Regions from separate parts of the Rattus norvegicus genome. Here region 2 is linked to region 1. Evidence: chromatin contacts called from public Hi-C data. All regions are on one chromosome and are shown on one strand. The core of a region is the stretch at or near the end of the contact, and the rest is flanking DNA. Distances in the headings are between cores, read along the strand shown. Region 1 overlaps Mboat1 (membrane bound O-acyltransferase domain containing 1). Region 2 holds the start of Mboat1 (membrane bound O-acyltransferase domain containing 1).

What was found. Hi-C and Micro-C count contacts between places; a contact is called where the count stands out from the background.
Region 2: a Hi-C map of liver shows a contact between it and region 1, with 1.7 times the contacts expected there. The contact joins the promoter of Mboat1 here to the enhancer-like site in region 1. A contact is called at or near these places in 4 of 12 Hi-C or Micro-C datasets (Schwann cells, kidney, liver and 1 more).

The regions. Positions count from the first base shown.
Region 1 is chr17:34,599,990-34,605,346 of GRCr8, forward strand. All of the region lies in intron 1 of Mboat1 (membrane bound O-acyltransferase domain containing 1), which reads right to left. Among named protein-coding and RNA genes, the nearest start is that of Mboat1, 51 kb to the right of the region's middle. Within about 2 kb of position 1,317, at least 13 of the 93 cell types and tissues checked have an H3K27ac peak or open chromatin away from gene starts, as enhancers often do. A contact at or near this core is called in Schwann cells and liver, where this site is marked.
Region 2 is chr17:34,651,379-34,656,465 of GRCr8, forward strand. Mboat1 (membrane bound O-acyltransferase domain containing 1) reads right to left here and starts at 2,320. Exons shown (of 13, transcript NM_001109120.1): 1 at 2,040-2,320. The coding sequence starts at 2,135.

The sequences.
Region 1 (5,357 bases), core at 67-2,566:
TGGAAAGTGGCTGTAAAGTACTGTCTGAACTAACGAAAGTTCTGGGCTTGCCCAAACTTCACTGGGTTCCCGCATCTTCTAGATCCATCTCCAGTTGTAGCAAGAACCGCACGCTGTCCTTCCTGCCTGCCATCCTTGGTATTTCACTATCACCTAAAGTCATCTTTGGACTAAAGCTAACATCCACGGCCACTTGAAGCAGTGCGTGAGGTCTCTATTAGTCTACACTACCAAAATTAGCACGTGCATGAGGGGAGGACAGGATGAATTCACCAACTACTGAGGCTGTTTCAAAGGGACCTCCCCAGCTTCTTCCTGCCAGCCCGGTCCCCAGTCTCTCTCCCACTCAACATTCACATGGTAGGCCAAGCTCCTTCTGCACCAAGAGGCAACACAGCCCTGAATCCAATCTGGGTTTTCAGCTCCCAGATGAGTTTTACAAATCCGAGGCAGAGACAAACCTAAAAGTCAAGGCAGTTTCCAGAAAGGGGACTGGAAAGGAGAAAGGTTTTTTTGTGTGTTTTTTGTTTTGTTTTGTTTTTAAATTTTTCATTCAAAAAGTTTGTCTTTGTGAAAAGGATACAATATACACCAAATCCCCCCAAAATTAAACCCCACCTCTTAGAGGAAGCATGGATAAAAACTATGTGCCTGCACACATTGTGATATTCTTTATTAAATCCTTCGCAATTACAAAGAACACTGGCAGGATATTTTCTTTTCCACTGCTGCAGCCCACAGAGGCATGACTGCTGTGGCCTCCAGAGGCATGCCGGGGGCTGCAGTTTCATTCTTGAGTTCTAACGACAATGTTCCCACAATTGTGGTGTTGTGTGGACCCCACTGTACAAAGGCAATGTAGAGACCAGCTGTTTGGTTGATCAGATTCCCAAACACTAGCTGGGCTGGCACAACTCAGATCCAGCGCACGCTCAGTTTCTACAGCCTTTGCAAGATTTCCGAGTCACCGTGTGTTATTCCACCAGCCCAGGGTGCGCTGAGCTGCGATGTTCAAACGTGGCTCATAAATACCGCCCCCTCCCCTGCTATTCTCAAACTCTGCCAGAAAGCTGTTATTTGGGGATTTCTGTCTCATGGTCTTCATGGCTTCCAACTGAAAGCAAACTGTGTCAGGACCTAAAAAATATTACCGTCCTCCTAATTGAAGAGAGGCTAGCACGCTAATTTTAACAGCAAATATCAACAGTCCGAAACACTTCCCCCTCCTCCTTTGTTGGTGCACCACGGCGGGGCAGGTGAGAGGGCAGACCTGGGACAGCAGCAGCACTGCTTTGTGTGCACCAGAAGGAACCAGCGTGATTGGACGGGCCCTGACTCAAGGGAAAGTCATTTTCCACCACAAACAGTGCTCTCTCGCCTTACACTGCACCCCCGTCTCCCAAAGGAGGGGGAAAAAAGCAGAAGGGAACCCAAACTGTGATTCCCTTCTGTTCCACAGAACAAAAAGTGTCTGTCCCACACCCTTTAGCTTCTTTCCACTTTCACTTTCAAAGAGAGCCTTATTCCCAGCGCCTCAGAATGTCAGCGAGCCATGGTTTTAAATCTCCAAAGAGCCCATTTTTCTCCACTGCCCGAGGACAAGCAAATGTTATTAAAGATGGATAATCAATGTGCATGATTTTACAACCCAGCAAACTCTCAATTGATATCTCCTCTCATCCTGAACATAAATGTCTTTTATTGAGTGCTTACGACAAGCGGAGGACAATGATTCTGACTACCAGGCTAAGGATCCTGAGAGCTATATGCACTGGCCTGCGTCCCGAGACACGGGGAGACAGTGAGCAACACTGTGAAGTGCAACGGCTAAAGTCACAGCAACGTCCACAGAGGTCGCATGCCTCTCGCCGACCATCTCAGTCCCAGCATCCTCTGCCAAGCATACCTCTCGAGCAACTCTGCTGGCTACCTATAGTGATGTCTATAGGCCATTGCTCTGTGTCCTCACATAATCTTCTGTCTATCGGAATTGATTTTCCATATAAGGACAGCAGCTACATTAGATTTCATATGGCCCGACCTCATCACCGTCTCTTCAAAAACCATCTCCAAACATGGCCACATTCTCAGACACAGGGGTTACCACTTCAGCATGGGAATCTAACCTGTAACACTGCCCAGTAAAAGCCTCTTCTCAAACCTGTGAGTTCACATCTCTGTTCTTACCTCAGAAGGCAGAACGTAGGCAGAGCCCAAAGCCACGGCTTCAGGGGATGCTATGGGTCCCATCGTAACCTGGAGCCAGCTATCTAGAGGATACAACAAAAATGACCACCAACGGGGCCACCCAGCGGCCGGCCCTGCTTGGATGCTACTATCCCTGTCGAAAATTTGATAGTTCATTCTAGGTTTGTTCATTTTGGAAACGTTCACTGTCCTTTGGCCCCTGTTTTAAAAGAAAGCATTGGCAAGCCTTTTTAAAGATGCGTGTATTCGTGTATGTGTATGAGCACTGGTATCCATCTAGTGTCTTCCTCTGTCACGACCCACCCTATCTTTCCAGAACGAGAGTCTCTCATTGAACCTGGAACTCACCAATTTGCCTAAGCAGCTAGCCAGCAGTCCCAGGGATTTACCTGTCTCAGTCCTCCAGCACTGAGACCATAGCGGGCACAACTCACACGTCTTAAATGGCTTCCTGAAGACAGAGCCCGGCTCTCTCCATGCTGATGTAGCAAGCAGTCTATCTACTGAGCCATCTCCCCAACCTAACAATCAGCATTTATTGGAGCATGTTATAGATCAGGGGCTCAACAATGTCAGTTGCCACTCAAAGTGACTCACCTGCACTATCTAATCATCTCAAAGACTGTCAGCCACTGCCCGGGAAAGGAAAACACGGCTATCTGGTAGCACTCTGAGTTAAACCGAGGCTCCTCGTCACCTGTCAAGACACCAGTGCTGTCCAGGGAGAACTGGAAGTAATACTACCAGAGCTAAAAGTCCTTGCCAGTGACTGGTTTTTGAGTGGAACTCTCCAAGTCCCCAGGGTGTATATTCTCAGATCTCAAGTCTCCTTCAGCAGTTCTGAGTAAGAAGAGACTATCCCTCCTAATTCTCAGAGAAACAACCTACACACACTTGGTTATAGTTGAAATTGCACAGGAAGACTTAGGGCTTGCAGTGTCCTGAAAATATTGTATTAGTTACAACCCAGAATGAAAACCCTTTAAAAACTGATACAATGGTCCCAAATGGTCATCCTGTCTCCTTACTCAGGACGAGGATAGCCTACCCAGAAGTCCTATATTTATATCCCTTGGCTTAGTAGATTAAGAAGAATGAGTAGAATTCAGGACCTGTAAGATCTAAAGAACCCTGTTTTCAAACACACTGTCATCCAGCTCCTCTGAAAACAGAATTCCCTGCACTGTGAGCCAGTACAAGGAGCCAATGATACCCAGTAATAATGACAGTGCGGCAAGCATTTATGGCACCAGGCACATGGCCATAGCTTGGCTCCGTCCTCTTTCCTGTCTAAATAAGTCTTTCATCTTCACAACTCTGAGGATATTTGAAGTATTTAAGAAATTCATGAAAAGTTCACACACCAGAAAGTCAGTAGCAATACTGGACTGAATCCAGGGAGTCTAAGGCTGAGAGTGTAGCTCACTGGATACAGTGCCTGCGAGAGCCCTGAGTATAACGCTATCCTCGGGTACACAGCAAGTCTGAGGTCACCTGGGTTATGAAAAGCCTTGTCTTGGGGGCTGGGGATTTAGCTCAGTGGTAGAGCGCTTACCTAGGAAGCGCAAGGCCCTGGGTTTGGTCCCCAGCTCCGAAAAAAAGAACCAAAAAAAAAAAAAAAAGAAAAGCCTTGTCTTAAAGAGAAGCCACTCAGAGTCTGGTTCCTGAGTCCACCAATGAGCACACTTAACACTCTCACTCTATTGTGATGCCTCATTTCCCGGATGAAGAGACTTGAGCCTCGTAAGCATTCTGGGTGACAGAATTCTGGGTGACAGAGCTGCTGAGTCTCGGACGCCAGGGTCCTATGTGACATCAGTTTCCTGCGGCTGTAACACATAGCTGGGAGAAAGCATTTAAAAAGAAGAAAGGTTTACTTCGGCTCACACGTTCAGTCCATGGTCAGTGAGCTTTGATGCTTCAGGCACAAGATGGCACGGAACATGGTGGCACGGGCATGTGGTACAAGGCCTGCTCACCTCATGAGGTCCAGGATACAGTCAGAAAGGGGTAGGAGTCTCAACATCTCCTCCAAGGGCACACCCAGCAACTTAGCTTCCCCCAAGTAGGCCTCATACCTTAATCTAATACATGGGCATTTGGAAGACATTACAGGTCCCAATACTAACTCACACCCAGCAAGCCTTCTTGTGGCAGTCCACAGCCTGGGATGCAGAGTCTGTACAATTTAACTGTAAACTTACAGACCGCCCTGAGAAAAAGGCTCTCAATTGACCACTAGAATCAAGGAATATTAAAAAAGAAAATATTTTATGTAAATTCTTTTTAAAATTCCTCCAGAAACAAAATTGAAAGCAACTGATATTTGGGCTCATGTTGGAATAGGGTCTTATCAAAGAACTCTGGGGATCTGGAAGGATGCTGAAGGGGCCTGGAGGATGAAGAACATTTGTGGATGATGGTATAAGCTTGAATATATCAAGATCGGCACATAGAAAAGGAGCCCTACCACTAGCAGGGGTGTGTGTGTGCATGTGCATATGTACGTGTGTTGTGTGTATGTGTATGTGGGTGCATGCGTGCGTGCATGCATGTGTGTGTGTATGTGTAGTGCATATAGATAATACACATACACACACATATATATAATGTCTTCATAGCTAATATAAGACATTGACATTATGTATATATTAATATAAAATGTACAATATATATTTATATTGCATAAAAGTGTACATTATGTGTAGTATATATTTTTAGAAAATCTGAAATTTTCCATGTGACTCAGTTTCACCCAGCCAAAGTTGTCATCAACTTCTCTCAAGCTGATGGAATAATAGCATCCAGTGAAGAATTACCACCATGTTCTCGGTTACATGAGAAAATAACATCTATCCACAGGATTGTAGTGGGCATTCAGTGCAATAAAGCTAGCACTTTATAATCGATAAAATGTCACATGAATTAGCTGAACTACAAACTGTAAAGTTAGCTAGGCAGTGCTGGCACATCCCAGAACTTGGGAGGCAGAGGCAGGTGGATCTCTATGAGTTTTGAGGTCAGCCTGGTCTACATTGGGAGTTCCAAGACAGCCAGAGGTACATAGAGAAACACTGTCTTAAAAAACTAAAAGCAGGGGCTGGAGAGATGGCTCAGTGGTTAAGAGCACCCGACTGCTCTTCCAGAGG
Region 2 (5,087 bases), core at 1,070-3,569, 52 kb after region 1:
CTCCAGCTTCAGGGGGTCCAAGACTCTATTCTGACCTTGGTGGGCACATGCACTCATATACATATACCCACACATGAACACACACACACACACACACACACACACACACACACACACACACTTTAAAGTAGTAAGTCTCTTCTAAAAACCAGGGTAACTTTTACAAAAACTCTGGAGTTTGGGGACAGAGGTGAATCCAGCCAGAGGCTTAATAACACACCAGCACCCCCTGCTCAATCTGCCCTTCACCAATCTATTTCTTTCTGGGGGGGAGGGAGCCTACCCTGTAAAATAGATTGTAAAATTTTCTATTATTGCAAGATAGATTATCATGCAAAAGCAAATTCAATTACTATAGGTTCTACTAGAAATTAGAGAGGTCAATGCAAAATGAACTCATCCTATGGAAATTCAGCAACAAATACATTTAGTTGCTGAATGAAGGAATTAGCTCTTGTGCCTGCCCCTGCCAGGGTCCCTGGGACAAAGTGAAGAGTAATTGACTTAATATCTGATACTTCTACCAAGTTCCTGATTCTCCAGGTTTGGCAACTGATGAGAAGGCAGTAATGAGAACCTAAGAGTTAGGATGAGGGCGATCCTGTGAATAATGCAAACAGCCAAGTCCAACTTCCTCATTGTCAAAGAATGCAAACAGAAGAGGCTGCAGGTACAGGTAACTCTAGTATGAAAAGGAAGGAAGGAAGGAAGGAAGGGAGGGAGGGAGGGAGGGAGGGAGGGAGGGAGGGAGGGAGGGAGGGAGGGAGGGAGGGAGGGAGGACACATGGACAGAAGGAAAGATGGAAACAGCTCTAAGAACAGGAGATTTTGTTTTGTTTTGCATCTTTGAGCCAGGGTTTTACTATGTAGCCCACACTGGCTTGGTACTCTCCACAGGGCCTAGGCAGCTCTCTGGCTTGAAGCAATCTTCCTGTCCATTTCCCTAGTGCTGGAAATACAAGCGCCTCAATACCAGCAAATGAAGCTCGACTGGGGAAATTCAGTGGAAACAGATTAGTAAAAAGAGCAGGGTCTTACTGCAACCTGTCCTGCCTGATTCCATTTAAACCATTAAGCATCCTACACAGGGGACATAGATAGCCTGAGGGCACAAAGGAAATAATGCAAGACTACACACACCTCAGGAAGATTTTTCTTTCCCTAGTACTGAGGCCAACAGCCAGACCAGACCCTCCAGGACTCTAACCACCGAACTACACCCCAGCTGTCTTTGGCAAGATTCCTTTCCAGGTTACCGTTGCCAGTTTTACCTGTAATGTAGCAGGGGATTCCTGAGCAGTCCCCCGTATCCCCTCTCCTCCCAGGACCTGCCCTACACAACAGCTTCTCACAACAGGGATGAATGAGAACTGAGTAATAAAGACCCTCAGAAAAGCATCTCAACACTGTAGCAAGAGGATGGCCACAAGTTCTAGCCCAGCCTAGACAAAATAGAGACTTCTATGTCAGCCTGAACTTCAGTGAGTGCCAAGGCGGTCTGGGCTACAGGGCCAGATGCTGTTTCAACAAACAAAACAAAAACGTCATCACCATATCCCTTACTGTATACCTACACATCTGGTTAGTCAGGCTTTTTACTTTTTGTTTGGTTTTGTTTGAGGATTGAGGCTTCTCACTCTGCACCCTAGACAGAGAAGACAGGAATTCGCAGCAATTTTTCTGCCCTGGGCTCTGAAGAACTAGGATTAAAGGCGTGATCTACCACACCCAGCTTGATCAGACTTAGTCTTAAAGTAGGATCGCCTAAATTTAAAACTCACAAAGACTTAACTATACTGGTGGGGAGATGCTGGATTCATAAATCACGCCTCTAAAGAATTCGATCACAGACCAAAACTTAAGTTCAGTCCAACTTGCTAACATAGGTGGACCGATAGTTTTCACACACAAAAAGCAACCGACTCAGAAAAAAAGAGAAAGAAAAAGCTCTCGCACGTGTAGGGTTCAAGGCCGTAAACTAGGCTGTGAGCGAAGACCTGGTCGCAATCCGGTCTGCATGGCCGGTGGGACGCTGTTACCTGATCTAGCGGGATGCCAAGGAGCTGGCTGAGCGGGTGCAGGCAGGTGGAGCCCGTGGTGCGATAGGAGAGGCTGGCGGGCGACCGCGCTGCCATCCTGCATCTTCAGCGTGCTCTGTCGCCCCGGAGCTGCACGTTGGCCACCTCGAGGGCTCGCGGGAACCTGGCTCCGACTCCAGGGCGCGGACCTGGCGCTGCGGGACCCTGCGCCTGGGAGGGCAGGGCCCCTGCGTTCTGCTTCCCGCTCCACGGCGCCTGCCGCCCATTGGCCAGCAGTCGGGGACGCCCCGGAGGAGGAGCCAGACGGAGAGGGGCGCGGATCCCCAGGAGCCCGGCCCCGGGCAGCCAGGAGACGCCCTGCCTGTTCCCCAGCTCTCCGGCCTTCACCGCGGCAGTCAGCGGCCCGATCCGGGTTCCTTGGGTGCCATCTCACCCTCCTCCCAAGCAGCTGGGGTGTCCTGTGCACTTTTTTTCAGGCCTGGCTCCTGCTGCTACTCCGGAAGCCAGAAGAGACCTTCGAGCTAGCCAACACCGCCATTCTGTTCACATTTTAAAGATTTATTTATTTGCAATTTAGAGGCAGGATCTCCTGTAGCCCAGACTGTCCCTGAACTTCCAAATACTGGAATTACAGGTGTGCACCAACCATAAAGCTCCACTCTAAATTATTCTTCTCCTTCTGCTCCTTCTCCCCTCTCCTCCTCCTGCTACCTCCTTCCCTCCATCCCTCCTTCCCTATCTATTTTTCTCCCGTGTTGTTGTTTGTTTGGTTGGTTGTGTTCTGAATTCCTGGTCCTCCTGTCTGGCTCGTTCTCTCTCTCTCTCTCTCTCTCTCTCTCTCTCTCTCTCTCTCTCTCTCTCTCTCTCTCTCTCTCTCCTCGTTTATTTTACTTTACATATATGTGTGTGTATTTGTGAGTGGTTGCCTCTGGAGACTGGAGGAGACCATGGAGTTGCAGGTAATTGTGAGCCACCATGTGGGTGCTGGAAATTGAACTCAGGTCCTCTGCAGCAAAAGCAATTGCTCTTAGGTCCTGAGCCATCTCTACGGCACCCAAGGGTCCTTTCTTTACCTTCTCTGGTTAAGCCACAGTTTCCATCACTCTAATCCACTGCCCCTGCTTCCTGCAAGCAGACACTGCAGACAGCTAGCTTCTGTGACTTGTCTCATTTCACTCTGGATTTTCTCTCCAGTAAGCTCTGTTTACTACGCACGCGCTGACAGATCTTCCACTTGCTGAAACAGCTCTGTATCGCTATTTCTTGAGAAATCCTTTTCAACTCACTGATAGATATTTTAAAACATCAGAGAGACCCTTCCAGCACCCCACAGGTTTCTGCTACATCTAGCCTAGTGTTAGAGTAGCTGCTCATAATGGAAGTTTGAGAAACACCCAGGAACCTACATACTGGAGAGAAAGGAAGTCAGAAACTGAGAGATCCCTCTGTGTGTGTGTGTGTGTGTGTGTGTGTGTGTGTGTGTGTGTGTGTGTGTCTGTGTCTGTGTCTGTGTGTGTGTGTCTGTGTCTGTGTCTGTGTCTGTGTCTGTGTCTGTGTCTGTGTCTGTGTCTGTGTGTCTGCTCCAGCCTGTGGAAGCTGAAGAAGACAGTCAGAGATGGAGTTACAGGCAGTAGTGGGCAGTTCATCATGAGTGCTGGCAACTGAAGTCCAGTCCTCCAGAGGAGTCGGAAACATTCTTAATGGCCTTAACCACTGAGACATCTTGCCAGCCCCTGCAGCCTTTGCTTGGACCATGGAGCGACTGGAAATCAGAGCCTTTCTGTAGGAGTGGGAAGTAACTGAACATGAAGTCTTCCTCAGAGGAGAGACACTGAGGCTGAAGCTATTTCTCAGCATCTTTACAAGATGATGATGATGATGATGATGATGATGATGATGATGATATGATGATGATGATGATGACATTGATGATGATGATATGATGATGATGATGACATTGATGATGATGATGATGATATGATGATGATGATGACATTGATGATGATGATGATGATATGATGATGATGACACTGATGATGATGATATGATGATGATGACATTGATGATGATGATGATGATATGATGATGATGACATTGATGATGATGATATGATGATGATGATGACATTGATGATGATGATATGATGATGATATGATGATGATGATGATGATATGATGATGATGACATTGATGATGATGATATGATGATGATATGATGATGATGATGACATTGATGATGATGATATGATGATGATATGATGATGATGATGATGATGATATGATGATGATGATGACATTGATGATGATGATATGATGATGATGATGACATTGATGATGATGACATTGATGATGATATGATGATGATGATGATGATGATATGATGATGATGATGACATTGATGATGATATGATGATGATGATGATGATGATGATGATGAAGAACTGGAGTTGTTGCCATGTGCCTGTGAGCTTACAGGTCTCTACTGTACTGTACATACAGCCAGTGAACGGCTATGGAGGAAACAAGTGCTTTGTCCTCTGGAGAGATGTGAGCAGAATACTGGGACATGGACACAAGAAGAATGACCCTGTGTGATGACCCTCTGACCTCATACCTCCCACTTGCCTCCACCTCCAGTGTCCCTCCAATCTCTGTGTCCCTCTAGCCTCGGTGCCCTCCAGCCCCCCTGTGCCTCCAGCCTCCGTGTACCAGCTTCAGAACTATAACGTCTCTGCTCCATGTAGGGAGTTACAGTGGCCCCCACCAGTGGTCCATCATCATGGTGGGGGAGGTGTCTCTTAGCACCCCGGAGCAAGCCTTGAAACATGAGCCCTCCTTGGACAGTTCCATACTGCTTCCTGCCTTTGGCCCAGGAAAGCCCAAGAAGCACCTTATGCCCATCCAGACGTACGATGAAGACGACAGAAACACTGGTGTTTTCTGAAGGACAGCAGAAATGTGCAAGTTCATTGCTGATCGCTCCTTTCTCCACCTAATATGTGAGTAAAATGTGAAAATAGAGAAACAGCAACACTGTCTAGCATCGAGC